Regions from separate parts of the Ovis aries genome. Here region 1 is linked to region 2. Evidence: chromatin contacts called from public Hi-C data. All regions are on one chromosome and are shown on one strand. Each heading gives the region's core, a stretch centred on a gene start, on an enhancer-like site or on the middle of the called end of the contact. The rest is flanking DNA. Distances are from core to core; before and after follow the strand shown. Region 1 holds the start of ACSS1 (acyl-CoA synthetase short chain family member 1). Region 2 has its middle 38 kb from the start of CST7.

What was found. A called contact is a pair of places that touch in the nucleus more often than the background predicts.
Region 1: a contact with region 2 is called in a Hi-C map of tail adipose tissue, with 12 times the contacts expected there. The contact joins the promoter of ACSS1 here to the enhancer-like site in region 2. A contact is called at or near these places in 13 of 16 Hi-C or Micro-C datasets (blood, hypothalamus, liver and 6 more).

Annotation. Positions count from the first base shown.
Region 1 is chr13:42,228,143-42,231,415 of ARS-UI_Ramb_v3.0, forward strand. It overlaps ACSS1 (acyl-CoA synthetase short chain family member 1), which reads right to left and starts at 1,938. Exons shown (of 13, transcript XM_042229650.1): 1 at 1,614-1,938. The coding sequence starts at 1,905.
Region 2 is chr13:42,103,126-42,106,662 of ARS-UI_Ramb_v3.0, forward strand. No RefSeq gene overlaps it. Among named protein-coding and RNA genes, the nearest start is that of CST7, 38 kb to the right of the region's middle. Within about 2 kb of position 2,261, at least 6 of the 54 cell types and tissues checked have an H3K27ac peak or open chromatin away from gene starts, as enhancers often do. A contact at or near this core is called in tail adipose tissue, where this site is marked.

The sequences.
Region 1 (3,273 bases), core at 688-3,187, 120 kb after region 2:
ACCTTCCACCCCTTCCCCCTGCACGCAGCTCTCTCGATCCAGGGTGCATTCCACCAACCCTGCAAACCTAAGGGTTTAGTTTTTCTCCCACTAGTCCAAGGACACTTTGTGCTGACTCAATTTTAGAGAAGACACTTATCTACTGAGTCATTTTTATTAAACCAGCAAAGCAATATACAATATAAAAAAAAAAAAAGTCTGGTCCAAAGTTCCTTTAAATATCTTTGCTTGAAAAATAACCGCAAGAAACTACCTGTAACTCTGGCTACTTCTAAATTTCACGAGTCAAAATCACTACCACTTATTGCTCACTAGTAAGTACTGGGCCTGTTCCATACCCTGTGTGCCTGGTCATCACAACCCAGCCCCTCAGGTGGGTATTGTGCCCTCTAGTCTACACAGGCAGAGAAGGCAATGGCCCCCACTCCAGTACTCTTGCCTGGAAAATCCCATGGACAGAGGAGCCTGGTAGGCTGCAGTCCATGGGGTCGCTAAGAGTCAGACACGACTGAGCGACTTCACTTTCACTTTTCACTTTCATGCATTGGAGAAGGAAATGGCAACCCACTCTAGTGTTCTTGCCTGGAGAATCCCAGGGATGGGGGAGCCTGGTGGGTTGCCGTCTATGGGGTCTCACAGGGTCAGACACGACTGAAGCAACTTAGCAGCAGCAGTCTACACAGGAGAATGCTGAAACTCAGAGGAACAGAAAAACTGGACCAGTAAAGAAGTGGAACCTGGACACTTAGACCCCACTGCCCAGTTCAGGCCTTGGTCAGGAAGACCTTTCCTTAAACAGCCCCTAGACTCCCATCTATCCCATTACCCACTTCCTCCTTGACAGGCAGCCCCTCTGACCGCCCCCGCATCTGGCTGCTCACACTCCAGGCCTAGCCTGCCTCCTTCTTCCCTTAGTTGCTGGGCCTTTTGCCCCTGGCGGGCAGGGGCATGGCTGGCAGTGTGAACCCCAGTCCCAAGTCTGGACAGAACCGTAGGGGATTCAATCTCCAGTAGGGGCCAGAGAGGTCAGACTGGCGATGGAGCTGGCTTCTGAGACCTCGGAAGACCGGCCCCCTGGGTCTTCGGGGTGAAGGTGAAACTGAGAGCGGGTAGGTCCCACTGCTGCTTCCTTCCCGCCCGCCCGCCCGCCCGCGGGCTGACTCCGGCTGCCGGGGCGGCTTCCTCCTCCCCGCCACCCGGCGAAGCCCCGTTTGTTTACATGGGCAGGGCTGCTCCCCAGGCGGGTCGCCGGCCGGCACCTGGCGGTAACAACGGCCAGAAGCTTTTCGGTTCTGTCGCCGGCCGGCCCCGGGGGCGGGAAGTCCTGCTCCTGGCGCGCCCCTTGCCTTCCACCCCCCGTGCGGCACGCTCGGTGTTAGGGCCGGTGGGGGCCACCGTTAGACTCGGGGCGGGGGGGGGGGGCGCCGGGGAGCGCGAGCCACGACCGAGGAGTCGGGGCCGGGCCGGCGGGGGGGGGGGGGGGGGGTGGCCGCGTCGCTTGCCGGGGAGCGATGCCGGAGCGCCGAGGAGGGAGCGTGTGGAGCCGCCGCACGCCGGGCTCGGGGTCCCCTGGGCGCGCGAGCTGGGGCGCCCCGGTCCCCAGGCCCACTCACCAGACACGTTTAACTGGCCTCCCAGGAACCAGCTGATCCTGCCGCTGCGGAAGTCGCAGTCGCTCACCGTGTGGTAGGGGGTGTCCCACACGAGAGCGTCCCGCGCCAGCGGCCCCCAGAAGGCGGCGGGCTCGCGAGCTGCCAGCTTGATTCGCTCTTGGTAGGAGCCGGGCGGCGCTGCGGGGGCGGAGGCGCTGCTCCAGAGCCGCGGGGCCGCCAGCGCCCGCACCCCCACCCCGCGGAGGCCCCCCAGTAGCCGCCCGACGCCGCGGCCCAAGCAGCGCGCCGCCATCGCGCCTCAGAGTCCCGCGCCTCAGAGCCCTGTGGCAACCGGGCGCCCGCGTGCCCGCGCCCCGCCCCGGCCCCGCCCCGCCCCAGGCCCCGCCCTCCTGCCAACGCCCCGGCCCTCGCCCAATCCCGCTCCCTCTCCCAGTCCTCGCGCGCTCGCGCCCCTCCCTGGCTCCGCCCCCGCCCCGCCCCTCCGGCCAGCGCCCCGGGCCCGCCCTCAGGCACCGCCCCCGCCCCGCCCCTCCCAATCCCTCAGCTTGCGCTCCAGAGCTGAGCGCCAAAGGAGGGGGAGCAGCTGGGGAAGGGGGGCCTCCCGGAGCGCAGGGTACGGGGTCCCGGGGCGGGCTGCCGGCGCTTGAACCGGTGCGTCCTCCAGCTCCGACGGCTACGCGGCGCGGGGAACCGCAAAGATGGGGAACCCGGGGACGCAGGCTCTTCCGAGTGCGGGAGCGATCACGGAGCCAGCGAACCACCAGTTAGGTCCATTCAGCATCTCAGAGGCCGAAGGCGTTCGTCTCTTCGTGCGCCCTGGAAAAGGAACACGCAGGTCTGCCTGCACCGGACCCCGGCCAAAATATACACACACAAGCAGCACCCCTGCTCCGTGGACTAAGTGGGGTCCTCTACCCAAGAGGCCGTGGGGGTACCCAGGGAGGTGGTCTAGGGTCCACCGCATTCCTGTGGCAACGAAGCAAACGCCCGGGGGTTTCGGCCTGCTGCTACAGCTTCTGTGTCCTGGGTTCAAAACCTGACGTTTCTAGCTCTCTGACCTCGGGTGAGTTCCTTAAAGGTCTCTGTGCCTACACCACCCCGGCTACTGAGCTCCCTGGGTGTCCCTCCCAGACTGCAAGTTTCAGACACCAACTCATTTATTCTTATGCAGCCCTGGGGAGGGGGAAACGCATGATATCTCTCTCCCCCAGCTGTACCCAGGAAGCCCGGGAATGGAGGCTATGTCCCAGTTATCAAGCCAGGAAAGATAGAAGGGAACCCACAGAAACTTGCCTCAGCCAGACTCGAATATCACAACACCCACAAACTAAACACATAATAAATAAGATAAACAGAAGGGAGAGGGGAATTTTGAAAGTTGGTTGGTTGAGTTCCAGCCCATTAGCTGTAAGAGGAACTTCTGCTGTCAGCCCCAGTGTGTGTGTGTGTGTGTGTGTGTGTGTGCCCCCTCTCCTGTGCGCCTGCGTGCACTTGCCTGCTTGCACATGGTGCCTGCTTTTTAAGGCTGCGGGTGCTGGGGTCCAATGAGAACAGTTAGCACTTACACATGGGCGCTGCTCTGTGCCAAGTGCTTGACCTGCATTTTTCTACTTAATTTAAAAGTTATCTGGTGCTATCAAGTCATGCCCACTCTCAGCTC
Region 2 (3,537 bases), core at 1,011-3,510:
TCCAGGAAAAGATGTGCCAGGGATCTTCCCTAGGTCAGCGGCCACGGGGCCCCGGGCTCCATTCCAGACACCCATCCCGGGCCTGGGCGGGAGTTCAGCCTCGGTTGCCTTCATCCCATCTGCCCAGCAGCTGTGGTCAGGAGGGGCGGGGGATGGGCCAGCCCCCCGACACCCCTCAACCCCCACCTACCCCCACCCCTCTGTGAGCGTCTGACGGGGATTCCCGGGCTCTGCCAGGCTAGGTTTAGGGAGCTGGCGGTTAAGCTGTTGGCGGCTTGGAGTCTGTGCTGGTCTCAGTGTCCACACGGCAGACCTCGGGATACTGCACGGCAGCAGGGTTGTGGGTTGTTTCCATCTCGCCTTGCCGGTTCACAGCACACTCCTGCCTTACTGCTCAGGTTAAATTAGGAAGGATGGTTCCAGAACTGCCTGTCAAGACTGCAGGCCCTGTCTCGGGTCCACCCCAGTCCCTGGTGCAAAGTCTGCACCAGGGGCAGGGCCTGGCCTCTGGGTTCTGACCAGCAATGAGACTTCCAGGGGCCACTGGGCCAGCCTTTCCATTGCGTGACCAGCAGCTCAGAGTCGTGGAACCCTTGCCATCAACCCCCGTCCCCAAGACCCCTTCCCAGGCCATCACCTTCCCAACCGACACAGAGCCTCTGCATTAGCAGTGAACAAAGCCCCCTGTTACTGATCTTTTCTGAGGATGGCCACATGACCGAGTGTGCTCCTGGTTGGGAACGTGAAGGCTGATTATTCGGGGGGTGTGTGGGGGGTGGTGTTGTGAGACCTGCAGTGGATGAATCACTCCTTCGCAAAGGTCTCCAGGGAGATGGACATCTTGAAATCCATCTTTGTACAGATGGTCATGACCTGCTCACTGCCGAGAGTGTGGCAACCCCAGGGCTCACAACCCAAAACCCAGGCCTCTGAGACCTGAACCTCCTCGTGGAGTGCCTAGACATTATGTGGAGAGCTAGGTTTCTGGGGCAGGGTCCCAGGTTTGAGGTTTTCTAAGAAATGAACAAGCTCCCAGAGCACGTCAGCGCTGCAGTGTGGGGACCACACTTGAGTCACATGGACCTTGGCTATGCTGTCACCTAGAGAGTCCTTGTGAAGCAGTCGGAGTTCTGACCACTTTACGATGACAGGATTACCACTCTTGGTACATTTATTTCCTGCACCTGCTCCCTTTCCTCCAGGTGCATCTCACCTCAGACCCCCACCCTCCCCCAGCCGTTGCCTAAGCTGCACAAGATGCTTCAAAACTTAGCAGCTTGAGCAACAGTAAAAATTTGAACCTGGGCTCAGCTGGGCAGTCCTTCCCTCCAACTAACATACACTTGGGCTGTGGGGCTTCGGCCAGACCAGCTGACCCAGCCGAGAGCCGACGGCACAGAGCTCTTTCCGTGTGACCTTCCACGGGGCAGCTTGGGCTTCCTGACAGCAGGTGGCCTCAGGCCACTGGCCTTGGCACATGGCAGCTGGCTTCCACAAAGCAGTGTCCCAGGAACACAGACCCCAACACAATGGCACTTAGCAAGCTCACAGTTGTTAATACCTCACCCTGAACAACCACATGGCCAACCTCCAGATCAACAGGGAGTAAGGTCACCATGGGGCCACAGATACAGCAGACTGCCACGGTCTCTGACTTTTTCACTGGTAAGTTCATTGTCTCCAGACGAGTTCCCTTGGAGAGTATCTCAGCAAACAGCCCCTTTAGGGGAGTCTTGCTGTTTTTCGTTATTCAGTTGCCAAGTCGTGTCCGACTCTTTGCAACCCCGTGTCCGACTCTTTGCAACCCCATGGACTGCAGCACAATAAGCTTCCCTGTCCCTCGCCATCTCCTGGAATTTGCCCAAGTTCATGACCATTGAATTGGTAATGCCATCCAACTGGGGAGTCTTGGATCTTAGAAATTATTATCAGAGACCCAAATTCAGCTCGAACACTTTAAACAGTTCATTAGAAGTTCAGAAACCCTCATTGTTATGCAAGATCTGCTTGCTTAAGTCATTACATTGAAAATGAATTAATTCTTTTTGTCATACTTTTAATGGAGGATAGATTTAATTCTGTGTATAATAAGACAAATTTCTGCTAAAGACTGACAGCTGTGGGCATTCATCACCATTCTCATTTCAGAAACCATTCTGCCAACCCAGTTTTATCATTTCACCGTGAAGGGATGGGTTAGAACTGCTACTGGCCAAGAGACCTTGGCCACAGGCCCGGAGTGTTACCAACGCCAACAGAGTACTTGGCCAGTGAGACACATGGGGTCATTACAGGAGACCAACTTCCACACTCCATTCAGGACACTCTGCACCCTCAGCTGACGTCCCAAGCTCCCCTGAGGCTTGTATCTGAGGGTGTTTATCAGCAAATGGTATGGAGAGACCTCTTTGGCATTTTTCCATGGAACATCCCCCCCTGCTTTTTTTTTTGCATTAGTAAATGATAAGAAGTGGTAAAAATCAGCCAGCTGGATCAAAAGGATGTGCAGTGGAAATCACTTTCTTCCCACCTGCACACGTGAGTGCCCCAGCTCAATATGCCAGGGTTGCTCCCTGGGTACCCAGAGAACAATGGTGCCCAGCGTGCCCGTGTACTCAGGTCACAGGCGCGGCTGCACACACCACGTGTGGGCGTTCACCAGTGCGCCATGTTACCGCAGCTCACAGGGCACCTTGGAGATGTTTCCTGGACACGGTCACCCCCCTCACAGCCCCTCTTGAAGGTCATCTGAAGGACCGCTCAGCTTCGCACGTGTCCACTGACCCTTCAGTTTCCTGGGTCTTTTGGCATCAGTCATCTAATCCACAGAGTGAAGCAAAGTATCCTTTTCCATTTGAATCTGACTGTTTTTTCTGCATCTGTGATTTCTAACACTTTCTCATCTTAAATTGTCCTTTGAGGCTGAGTTTACCGAGCGTATGTACGTGTGCATATGTGTGGGTGGGAGACTCAGAGTTTGTGAGTGCCACACACGTGTATCTTCAACTTAAGATTATTTTTCACTTCTCATTTTCTGTTTTCAGATTCACCAGTTCCTGCTTTTATTGTTCTTAACTTCCTGTCTTGCTTAGTGTTTTTTCCCCTCTTTGCCTAAAATGAATGCTCACTCTGTTTATTTTTCTTCGAACTTGTCAACAATTCACCAGGAAAGCCATCTGGTTCTGGGGTTTGTGTGTGTGTGTGAAGCATTTCTATTACCAGTCCAATCTCTAGTTATAAATTTATTGATCTTCTGTCTCTTCTTGAGTCAGCTGTGGCTGTCTGTGTCTTTCTAGGAATGTGTCCATTTCCTATAAATCACCTAATGTGTTGCCACACAGTTATTCACAGTGTCCCCTTACAATCCTTTTTACTCTCTGTGGCACGTAACAATGTCCCTCTTCATTCCTGATCTAGTATATGAATCTCTCTTCCTTTCTTGATCAGTCCAGCTACAGGGGATTGTCAATTTTGTTCTTCTTTACAAAGAACTGACTTGAGGGTTTGTGCGTCGTTTTCTCTAATGTTTTCCCGTCC